Linked DNA regions of Oryctolagus cuniculus: region 2 is linked to region 1. The links are chromatin contacts, called in public Micro-C maps. All regions are on one chromosome and are shown on one strand. The core of a region is the stretch at or near the end of the contact, and the rest is flanking DNA. Distances in the headings are between cores, read along the strand shown. Region 1 holds the start of ZMPSTE24 (zinc metallopeptidase STE24). Region 2 holds the start of CAP1 (cyclase associated actin cytoskeleton regulatory protein 1).

Region 1 (5,846 bases), core at 1,012-3,511:
CCCCAAATAAGTAAATCTTTAAAAAAATATATTGAATGGTTTATAGCTTTAACTTGTCACTTAAGCCTGTTGAATTGGTTCACACATACACGAAGTTGATCAGGTAGATTGACCACTGCAAAAATTGATATACGAAAGTAAAAGCAGAATATCATCTGAGGCTAGTTGACCATGTAAAATTAAAATCAGGGTTGTTATCACACTTCAGACTTTACATGTAAACCAAAGTTATAACATCATAAGGGTACCACTCATTCAGAATTTAACAGTCCAATAATACAGAAAGCAAATTCATGAAAAAGAGAAACAAACTTGCTAACCTTGAGTATCATTGAATTTGGTCCTAGCAGCCAAATGAAGGGAAATGTGAGGTTTAACAGAACTATATCAGGTCCATAAGAAAGACCAACTTTCTCATTATTTCAAATTCTAAAAGGTAATTTCAGCCCATGTGACATAAAAGAAGGCACAAATACTAAACAATATGTGCTTTCCCTATATACGGTTGTGTGCCGACAAAAGCTGAGGGCATTACAGCAAAGCATGACTTAGTCAAGACACTACTGAAAAGTAGTTACTCTGACGAGGCTTTTTATTAAAGTAAGGTAAATAGATGCTTAATCCTTCACCCCTGGATTTAGACACCACACACTTAGACAAAGCATGTTCTCTGGGTCAGCTAGATTTTGCACTAAGGAAGTTATCCACAGAGCTCTTTGTCAGTTTCCTGCTGAACAGCTGAACACCTGTTTTGAAAATCTGGACTAAAGAGATTCAGACATGAACTAGGCATAGATACAGAAATTAGAACTTTCAGTTTACAATACAAGTAGACTATAAATATGCAGAGCAAGAAGACCATGATGCTCACAGGAAAGAGTCCCAGCAGTTAGAAAGAAAAAGGTTTGGGGTTGGCGCTGTGGCTAAGTGGGTTAAAGCCCTGGTCTGCAGCACTGGCATGTGACACTGATGCTGGTTCAAGTCTCAGCTTCTCCACTTAAGAGCCAGCTCCTTGCTAGTGTGCCTGAGAGAGTGGTAGAACGTTCCTTGGGCCCCTGCACCCGTGTAGGAGACCCAGAAGAGGCTCCAGGCTTCAGACTGGCTCGGCTCTGGCCATTGTGGCCATTTGGGGAGTGAACCAGTGGATGTAAGGCCTCTCTTTCTTTCTCTAACTCTTTCAAATAAATAAAATCTTAAAAGAAAAAGGTTTTCCCAGGCATCATCACTGACGTATCTCAGTGACAACCCAGAAGCACGCAGGTTAAGTGAGAGACTGCAGAAGCTCAGGTCTCTAATCCAGCAAGCTGTCCACTATGGTTACCTCTAGGAAACCCTTAGAACTTTCACTTTCTACTTTACTTTTTCACAGTCTTCAAGCAAAAATAATAAAAATGCCTTTATGAACCGTAAGAAATGTTTTTCGAGGAAAAAAATATGAGCACTTTAAGAAGGAAAAAAAAAGGCTGCAGGTCCTTGGGAGGATTGCAAAACTCTCCACTTCCAGAAAATGGTTTCCTGCGGTCACGCATGGGAACTCGAACGTCATGGGGAGGCTGTGATGCTAACATGTGTGCAGCTTCCTTCTGACGGCTTGTGCCAAAGCTCAAGGAGCTGAGTCTGGGCCCAAGGATCCTAACAGGACGGGCAGAGCGGCAGAGCTCAAGCCTGACCAGCGACAGCCCTTCCCCTTCTTCAGGCCCTCACCGGCACGGGTCCCAAGACAACGTTGCGGGAAACTTCGCTAATGCATCAGGAACCCCTTAAAGCCACAGCCTGCCATCGGGCCAACCTAAGGAGCTCGGTACTGACGACGGGGTCGGGCCCGGTGCTGGGACCGAAGCGGGCATCAAGGGTCTCAGGGGCGAGGCCGAGGCTGGCCTGGGGCTGGCTGGGTGGGGGTCAGGTGGGCACGGTCCGGGCTCACCTGCCGCTGCGCTAGGAAGGTCTCCCAGAGATACACCGTCCAGGAGAAGAGCAACACGGCCATGAAGATACGCTTCTCGGTCGGCATCTCCCACACCGCGTCCAGCGACGCCCACATCCCCATGGCCACCCGGCTCCACCGGCTCCTTCAGCGTGCACCGGTGCCACACCGACACGTGTCCCCTCAGCACTTCCCCGCGGTGTCACAGCGATATCCGTCCCTTCCGAGTGCCCCACCACCACCACCACAGACACCCGCCCTCATCGCGCGCGCACGGCGCGGCAGGCAGTGTCACCAAAACAATCTTCCCCTCGCGGACTACGCCCAGGGCGGCCCCACCTTCCTCGCTTCCGGCTTGAAGAGAACGGGAGCCCCGAATCGCGAGTTCCGGCCCTTGCCCAGTGGTGTCCCACCAATAGTCTTCCTCCTCCTGCGCCCGCTGTGTTCCTCGCGGGGTTTCTGGTTTCGGACCGCCGGAACTGCAGTTCCATCCCGTGGGTCCGCGGCTGGTCCCAACAGGGCTGCGCCATCTGCTACACTTTTCTTGGCCAGACCGAGCCGACTGGTGGACAGGGCTTAGCGGGGACTGACACGGAGCGAGCCGTCACTTCCGCCCTGAGGTAGCTGGGCGAGATGGAGCCGCCCGCTTCTCAGGCTCTCAAAATCGTTCCTGTAAACTGGCGCCGTTCCGACGCTGGGCTGTGCTCCCCAGGAATGCCTTAAATGCGAGCCAAGGCATTGAAAATGGAGTGTTTGGGCCTGGATGAGGGTGTTTGGAATTCACAAGTATTAGAGAGTGCGCGGAAACGATAAACATCCGACTTAAGGGAGCTCATTTCATCCACCCCAGGTGTAGTCTGTCGGCATTTCGCCCGCGAGAGCGAGCTAGCGAGCGAGCCCTGGCGCACACCAAAGGGATCGTGGCTTAGCGATATCTGGAATGAAAGGGCCTTGCTTTATCTGGAGGGCAGGCTCCTATGAAGGCTCAGTACCTCTCAGAAGTGAGATGTGCACACTGGGATGCGCCTCGTCACATCTATTTGACTTCAAACGCGAAGTCAGTTTTTCTGACAGAAAGTAGATCTGATTTGGTAACTGGACAGACTGCTAATTTGCATGGTAATTTACAAAACAATGAGCGAATCTATAGCTGCAGCAGAAAATATTTAAATTACAATGCTATTGTAATTCTTAGAGTGTTGGGATTAATGATATCTTGAAGTTTCACGGCTGCCTACATAATCAGGATGCGTGAATGGTTCTAATAGCAATGATAACAACTTAGTTTGCAAGTCAGTTGGTTTCCAGTTCTTTTGCTTTCAACAGAATCAAAGGTGGACTTAACTGAATTGTCAGCTGATGAAGGAACACGACTGGTTGAATTTGGCATAAAACTCAAAAGGAAATCAAAGAACTGATTGACATTACTGCTGCACAACTATTATCTTTCCTATCTACTTAATTATGTAGATAATATCTCAGCACTTGTATCTATGAAAACAAGGAATCAAACTGAAATTGAGCACTAATAGATTTGCATAACATCTTATGAGGTGAGGGCAGAACCTAAATATAAGTCAGAGGTGATAAAAGAACGGTTTAAGAGCTTATTAGTGTATTTTTAAGGGATGAAAGTGCTTGTTCAATTGTAATAATATACAAAGGATCTTCCAGAAGTTCACAGAAAATGTATATTATGAAAAAACTATGCATGGATTTCCAAAAATGCCTGCACCAAAATAAACTGATCTCTTTAAAAAGCTTTATGCGCGCGGGGCGGGGGGGGGTGTTGCTGCAGTGCCAACATCCCATATGAGCACCAGTGTGAGTCCCGGGTGCTCTGCTTCTGATCCAGCTCTCTGCTGTGGCCTGAAAAAGCAGAAGATGGCCCAAGTCCTTTAGCCCCTGCACCAGCGTGGGAGATCCAGAAGAAGCTCCTGACTCCTGGCTTCGGATCAGCCCAGCTATGGCCATTGCAGCCAATTGGAGAGTGAACCAGCGGACAAAAGACCTCTCTCTCTGCCTCTCCTTCTCTCTCTGTATAACTCTTTCAAATAAATTCTTAAAAAAAAATAAAAAATAAAAAAAAAGAATTATTGGGGCCGGTGCTAAAGCGGAACCAGAGCTCCAGGCTCCTGGCTTTGGATTGGCCCAGCATCTGGCCTTTTGGGGAGTGAATCACAGGTGGAAGACCTCTCTCTCTCCTTTTGCTTCTGTAGCTCTGCCTTTCAAATAAATAAATCTTAACAACAACAAAAAAAGATCTTTAGCAAGGTCAAGTTCCTGCCCCACTCCCAAGGGGAGCTTCCAATTTTACCATGAAAATAGCAAGGGAGTGGCGGCTCCATCTTTCTGAGCTCACAGTTTAGTGTAAAAACAAGTTAACTGTCCCACTCCTACGCAAATAAGATTACCAATGAGGTCTTCTGGTGGGTTTTTTTCTTTGCCTTGTAACTGAATGTCAAACTGATTTTTTTTCTTCCCCAAAATTGTGCTTACAAAACCCCACTACCACCAGGTTGTTTGGATTTTGCCTCTCTTAGAGCTCCCTCCTGGCCGCTCTGCCAAGAGTTCTCTGACTTAAATATATTGTTTGTTTGTTTGTTTTTTCAAAGATTTATTATTATTTTTTTAAAGATTTATTTATTTGAAAGAGTTACACAGAGAGAGGAGAGGCAGAGAGAGAGAGAGAGAGGTCTTCCATCTGCTGGTTTACTCCCCAATTGGCCACAACGGCCGGAGCTGAGCTGATCTGATGCCAGGAGCTTCTTCCGGGCCTCCCATGTGGGTGAGGGGCCCAAGGACTTGGGCCATCTCCTACTGCTTTCCCAGGCCATAACAGAGAGCTGGATCAGAAGTGGAGCAGCCGGATCTTGAACCAGCGCCCATATGGGATGCCGGTGCTTCAGGCCAGGGTGTTAACCCGCATTGCCACAGCGCCAGCCCCAATTTTTTTATTATTTGAAAGGCAGAGTCACAGGCCAGCGCCGCGGCTCACTAGGCTAATCCTCTGCCTTGCGGCGCCGGCACACCGGGTTCTAGTCCCGGTCAGGGCGCCGGATTTTGTCCTGGTTGGCCCTCTTCCAGGCCAGCTCTCATCTGTGGTCAGGGAGTGCAGTGAAGGATGGCCCAAGTCCTTGGGCCCTGCACCCCATGGGAGACCAGGAGAAGTACCTGACTCCTGCCAGCCGATCAGCGCAGTGCGCCGGCCACAGTGCGCCAGCCGCGGCGGCCATTGGAGGGTGAACCAATGGCAAAGGAAGACCTTTCTCTCTCTCTCTCTCTCACTGTCCACTCTGCCTGTCGGAAAAAAAAAAAAAAAAAAAAGGCAGAGTCACAGAGAGGCAGAGGTGCCATATGGGATGCTGGCACTGCAGGCAGTAGCCCCACCCTCCACGCTACAGCCCCTAAATCTTGCTTTTAAATACATCTTGCTTTCTCTCTGATTTGTCCACTTGGAAATTCTTCCATGTGAGACAAAGAACCGAGGTAATCTTTTCAGCTTAATCTTGAAAGGCAGAGTTACAGAGAGGTAAAGAGAGAGAAGTCTTCCATCTGCTGGTTCACTCCCCAGGTGGCTACAAAGGCCTGAGCTGCACCAATCTGAAGCCAGGAGCCAGGAGCCTCCTCCAGGTCTCCCACATGGGTACAGGGGCCCAAGAATTTGGGCCATCCTCCACTGCTTTCCCAGGTCATAGCAGAGAGCTGGATTGGAAGTGAAGCAGCTAGGACTTGAACAGGCACCTATATGGGATCCCAGCACTACAGGTGGCGGCTTTACCCACTATGCCAGTGTCAGCCCCGTGATGCAGTGTGTTCAGCCTCTGCTTGTCACTCCAGCACCCCATAGTGGAGTGCCAGCTCAGGTCCCAGCTGCCCTGCTTTTCATCCAGCTTCCTGCCAATGCACCTGGGAAAGCAGC
Region 2 (5,846 bases), core at 1,835-4,334, 240 kb after region 1:
CAGGCACTGAATCTGAAGAATACCACCACTTTTGGCAGGTTATGCTTTACAAAGTATTTTCACTACTACTATTTTATTTAAACCCTCCAAGACATCAATTATGCCCACCTGATGGAAGTGTTTCCAGGGAAGGCAGGAAACTCCTACAGAAATTTCTATATGCTGGATGGTGGCAACTCAGTCAGCAAACTGCCAACCACAAATAAAATCCAAATGCATTCAAACAAGGCAATAAAAGCCCTTCGGAACTCAACAGATATGGACCTTTTTCCTTCTTCTGTCCAAGTCCAGGCTCCAGGTCCTTCACTGAATAAAGGCATTCTCCTGCCTCCACATCTTTACTGCTTGCTCTGGCTGGGGCACTCTCTTAAAAACCTTTGCCTAGACGCGCTACAAACACTTCAAACTAAACATGTCCAAAATCCATTTTCTTTCTGTGTCACCTCCCTAATTTACTCCTTCCATTCCCGAGCTGAATGGTATCACCCAGTACCCTAAGTCAGAAAAGCAGGCAATCATCTAACTACTCTTAACTTCTTCATTCCCATAAATTAACTGGCCTCCAACTCCACGGATTCCATTTTAATACTGCTCCAATCGGTGCCTCATCTACAATCCCATTTCCACTCACTCCCTGAATTCAAGTCATTGATACAGTACAGCAAAACACTGGCCTACTCCCCTACAGCGTCTGATTCTCTCCCACTTGACAGTGAACATTCTAAAACAGAAACCTGGTCATACTGTTTTCCTACATAAAATCCTTTCAAAGCATCCCCACAGCTCTCAGGGTAAAACCCAAACTCCTTAGCATGCCTTGTGAGTTCCTCCATATTTGACCTCGTCGCTTCTCACTTACTCCACTTCCCTAAGCATTACTGAAATTCCAGTTAAACTGAACTAGTTATGGTCCTCCACATGTCCAGGTCCTTGCACCTGCAGTCTTCTTTGCCTGGAAATTCCTTTTCCAATTTCATCCCATGGCTAAGTGTACGATTCAGCCACCCAACTCCTCCCGGAGGACTGGAAACCTAGCTCAGGTACTTCCGGGTGCTCTCGTGATGCCGGGCGCCCACAGAGCACTATTGACAATGTAAGCCATCCATTATACACTCGCCTGCGCCCTCCTCCCTCATAAACTCCAAGAGAACACTGCACTCTTTGTCCCCAGCTTCACACCTACTAAGGGTCTCAATATTTGGTAAATGATCAATGTGCTGCTCCACTCGGGGATTTTCACTTGGATAGGGAGCCCTGCAAGCAGCCTCCAGCGCCGCGGTTTTGACAGTAACTTCGAAGATGTTCTCATCCCCCGGTCCCAGCACCTACTCCCGTGCGTCCTCTGAAACGCATCTTCAACTCTACTTTGAAAGGCTTTTTCTGAACCCTCGGTCGCATCCTTTCACAGGACCCTGTTCTTGCCTAACACTGGCTTGTAATGACTTCTCAGACGCTCCTGCCAACCCTGCTAGCTCCATGCCCGCAGGGTCCGGCTTCTGGTTTCACAGTCGGCACCCCCTGGAGCTGGCGGAAATGCTGCCACTGAATTTATTCCTGTGAGGTGCAGAGACCTCCACTTAAAAGATGAGCACAGTGAAGCTCAGCGATGTTAAATAAGGCATCCCCGGCCGCAGATCCCCAGCAGCGGGGCCGAGCCGAACCCCAGCCATTCTGATCTCAGGTCCAGACGTAGAGAACACCGCCAATAAAGTTGGCGTGGCTTTTCAGAGCAAGAGCAGCAGATTAGAAGGCAGGGGAAGTTATCTGATTGCAAATGTAGAACTTGCCCACCTCACTTGGAAAAACTCCCCAAGCATGCCAACAACTGAATTTGGAAGAAAAAAAAAAAAAAAGTTCCACACAGCGGGCGGCCTTTAACCTGCAACTGCCGAGACCGGAAGATGACCCCCAAGTCGGAGAGTCCAAGGAAAGGAACGTGGGGAGGATCTGGGGTTGGAACCGAATGATTCTCATTCTTTTCCTCACTCGCTGTATGGTTTTCCCTAGCCTCTTCCCTCCAGGGGTTTATTTGCCCATCTCTGCAATGGGAGCGAGAGGGGTAAAGACTCGGGGGTTTCCTTTCAGTCAGGACACAGGAGTCAGACCTCCGCCGAGGCTGACCGGCAGCGCGACAAGATCGATTGGAAGGACCTCCCGGGACAGCCGGTCTCAGCTGGTCACCCCCGCCCCACCTCAAGAGACCGCGCCCAGCAGTCCCGATCGGCCTGAGGGCCTCAGCCCCGACCCCCTCAGCAAGGGTCGCTACACGCACTTAGGCCAGAAAAGCAATATCAACACCAGGGGCCGATGGGCTCAGGAGGGGAGCCCCAGTCCCCACCCAGCAACGTACCCCCCACCTCAGAGCTGTGCCTCACCTCGGTACTGCGATCAGCCGCTCTCCACTTCCGGCAAGAACCGCCCAGCAATCTTCGCGCGACCCACTTCCGGGCCCTCACTGGGCGCGGCGCCCCCACCGGAAATGAACCGCCGGCTGCAACGGTAGGCTGGACCGGGATTCGGTGGGGTGGTCTGTCCTGCCGGCTCGCGACTCCGCCCTCTCTACCCCACGCCTCGGAGAGAGAATACCGGCCAGCGCCGAGGGCACAAGGCGAAGAGCCCCGCCCCCTGGGCGGGAGCGACCCCCAAAGGGGCGTGTCCAAGCCTGGGCCACTCCCCTTGGCCTACCTTACAGTGCCGGAATTGCCCCCTGCGGTCCGAGCCAATGGGGAGGCCGAGAGCACTGGAAAGGAGGCCAAAGAGTGGCTAATTCTCCTGTCGGTTTGATCTCAATGGAAAAAGGCCAGTCCCTTTTCACTGCTGTCCCTAAAGGGTCTTGAAAGGACTGGGGGGTGGGGGGCCAGGGATCTCAGGCGGCCGTCAGCTCCCTTGGGGATCAAGGCCAGGCTCCACCTCCCCCTGGGCGTTGCATAGCATGGTTTCCCGGTTTGTAACGTTGAGAAGGCAGTAGATCGGGAAGGACTTGACGGAGGTTAGGCGTGAGGAAGGCGGTCGGTGAGGGGTGCTGGGGACCCAGCCCTGGGTGACTGGGCGCGCCCGCCCCCGCCCCCGCCGGCCCTGCCCAGGCTGCGAAGGTGGAGAAAAAACCTTCCACTCTCGCCTACTTCCTGTTCGCTGGGCGCGCTCTGTGACCATAGATGGTCAGGTCTGGGGCCGCGCCGAAGCCTCCGCCCCGTGCCTGGGGAGTCCTTCCTCTAATCGCGCAGGGTGTGGTCCCCAGGAGTGAGGCGAGCGGAACGGAGGAGTTGCTGCCCCGCTGCGCCAACGCCCCGCTCCCGAGGCCGGGTCGTGCCCGTCCCGCGGCTGCTGGGTTCGTGGGGGTGGGCTCCGCACCGCGGCTGCAGCTCGCAGGGGACACCGCTTCCGTGTTCCTCGGACCTGGGATTCAGATCTTTGTTCCCTCGAGACTCACACTTTCCAACGGGTCATTATCCTCCCACGATGATTTATTTCTAGAAGAAAATAGGCGAGTGCTACGGTTCCCACCCCTTGAGCCGAAAGACTGAAAGCTCGTGTTTCAAGTTGAATGCGAGCGTTTTATGCCAGAGGGAATCGTTCAACAAATACGGTTCTTAGAATAACAGCTCCCATTTACTGTGCACTGACTGCACGCCAGGCCTGTGTCGAGGGCTGCAAGCGCGTGTTCACTGAATCCTAAGAGCAGCTCTCTGTGGCAGCTACCATTATGTCCTCTGTGGTTTTCAAATGAGGAAGCTGAATCATTTGCCAAGGTCACAAAGTAACTGTTGGGACTTTGAAAACACATCTGATTCTAAACCCCGGGAGCTAAATTAACCCCATGTCATAGACCATACTGCAGTCATCTGAGGCCGCAAAGGCATCTGGGCCTGTGGACACGCTGGGTTCCCCGCCCTGGCCTAGGCCTTTCACAGGCAGGCAGCGTTTGGACAGGTTCCTTCGGATGCATCTCTGGGCCTCTTTCCAATTCTGTGTCTCCCTGTATGTCTAAAAGAAAAATGACATGACCAAAAGTAGTACAGAAGTTATATTTTAAATATTTACATTTAACAAAAAACTCGCTCTCTCCCTTTCTCTCTCTCTCTCTCTCTCTCACACACACACACACACACACACACACACAAAACTTTGTTTGGACACAACATCAAAGGGTTAAATGTAAGCGCTTCATGTGTGGGAAGCCCAGGACATATGATATGGTTCTGCTGGCCCTCTTAATCTTTTTCTCATCTCATCTGAGCACTGGTTCCAGTCCCGAGCAGCCAATCCTGCTAATGCACCTGGAAAAGCAGCAGAAGATGGCCCTAGTATTGGGCTTCTGCCACGCATGGGAGAGACTGGAATTCAGGCTCTCCTCTCTAACTCCACCTTTCAAATGAATAAATATTTAAAAAGCAATAAAAAGTGCACATGCAAATAAGTCATTCATAGAACGTCTAGTCTTTTAAGGAGTCTAGACACTTGCACCCATAGCTAATGGGACATAGTTGAGGAACAATCTGTCACTTTTATTCATTTGTTTTTTAAATCTGCACACTGGAATGTATTGAGCTCTTCCTATGTGCCTTGCACTGTGCTGTTTTCAAGTGGGCACAACTTGAGGTACAGAAGTGGATGTCAGACTTGGTCACTGCCCCCAGGGAGTAGACAGTCTGTTTCAGAAACAGATATTACTCTCCAAGCACACCTCAGAAGATGTGCTGACTCCTGGCTTCCAGATCTTTCCTCCTTGTTAATCTTGCCTAATGTTTAGTACCAGTGCCTCATCCATGATGGCTGTCCTCTAACATGTGCTCAAAGCAGAGAGTGCCTTGAGTTCAGAATGGTCATTTCCTGGCCTCAGATGGATGGGTAGAATATTGCAGAGCAAAAATGCAGGAGATGAGAATCTAGGCCAGGCTGACGGAGAGGTTCCTATAAAAAAGGCATATTAGATAAGGCTGAAAAAAAGAAATTGGGCAAACTGTGCCAGGCAAGAGAGGTGAAAACTAAATGTGAAAGCAAAGAAGAGCTTGTATTTTAGAAATACAGTTATAGCTACAGTGTAGAACATGGGCTTATGTGGGAGCAAGAGGCCTTATGTGGGAGGCAGGGAGGCCTGTTAGGAGATAGAGACAAACATATGGTGAGGATCTGAATCAAAGCCATGGTGTGGGAATGCAGCAGTGGGGACAACACGAGACATCGTTCTTTTGTTTTTGTATTGTTTTTTGAAAGTCAGGGAGACAGACAAAAAGAGCTCCATCTGCTGGCTCACTCCCCAAATGCCTGCAACAGCCAGGGCTGAGCCAGGCCAAAACCAGAAGCCTGGAACTCAATCTGAGTCTCTCAGTTGGGTGGCAGGGACCCAAGTACGTGAGCCGTCACCTGCTGCATTAGCAGAAGCCGGAATGGGAAGCAGGGCCAGGATTCAGACCTAAGCACTTCAATTTCAGATGCAGTGGTCAAGCTGCATCTTAACTACCACACCAGATGCTGGCCCTAACACCATTTTTATGAAAGGAATAAAGAATGATGATAAGAAGATGATAAATGAAAAGAAGGTGATTTGATGCTAAGTTGTAGTTATGAGTAAGAAGTTCTGGGATTCTGTTGTACAGTAGAGTGACTATAGATAATATACTGCATATTTTTCTATTAAATAAAAACTAAAAGATAGAATTGCGAATGTTTTCATCATAAAGAAATGTTAAGGGCTGAGTGTTTGGTGCAGCACATGCCATATTGTGTGGATGTTTGAGTCCCAGCTCTGATTCCATCTTCCTGACAATACACACCCTCAGAGGCAGCAGGTGATGGTGCAAGCAGTCAGATTCCTACCACCCGAATGGGGGACCCAGATTGAGTTC

Evidence for each region. Hi-C and Micro-C count contacts between places; a contact is called where the count stands out from the background.
Region 2: a contact with region 1 is called in a Micro-C map of ear pinna, with 6 times the contacts expected there. The contact joins the promoter of CAP1 here to the promoter of ZMPSTE24 in region 1. A contact is called at or near these places in 2 of 6 Hi-C or Micro-C datasets (ear pinna and an unstated tissue).

What each region holds. Positions count from the first base shown.
Region 1 is chr7:132,623,408-132,629,253 of mOryCun1.1, forward strand. It overlaps ZMPSTE24 (zinc metallopeptidase STE24), which reads right to left and starts at 2,262. Exons shown (of 10, transcript XM_017346422.3): 1 at 1,925-2,262. The coding sequence starts at 2,047.
Region 2 is chr7:132,861,528-132,867,373 of mOryCun1.1, forward strand. It overlaps CAP1 (cyclase associated actin cytoskeleton regulatory protein 1), which reads right to left and starts at 3,085. Exons shown (of 13, transcript XM_008265512.4): 1 at 2,376-3,085.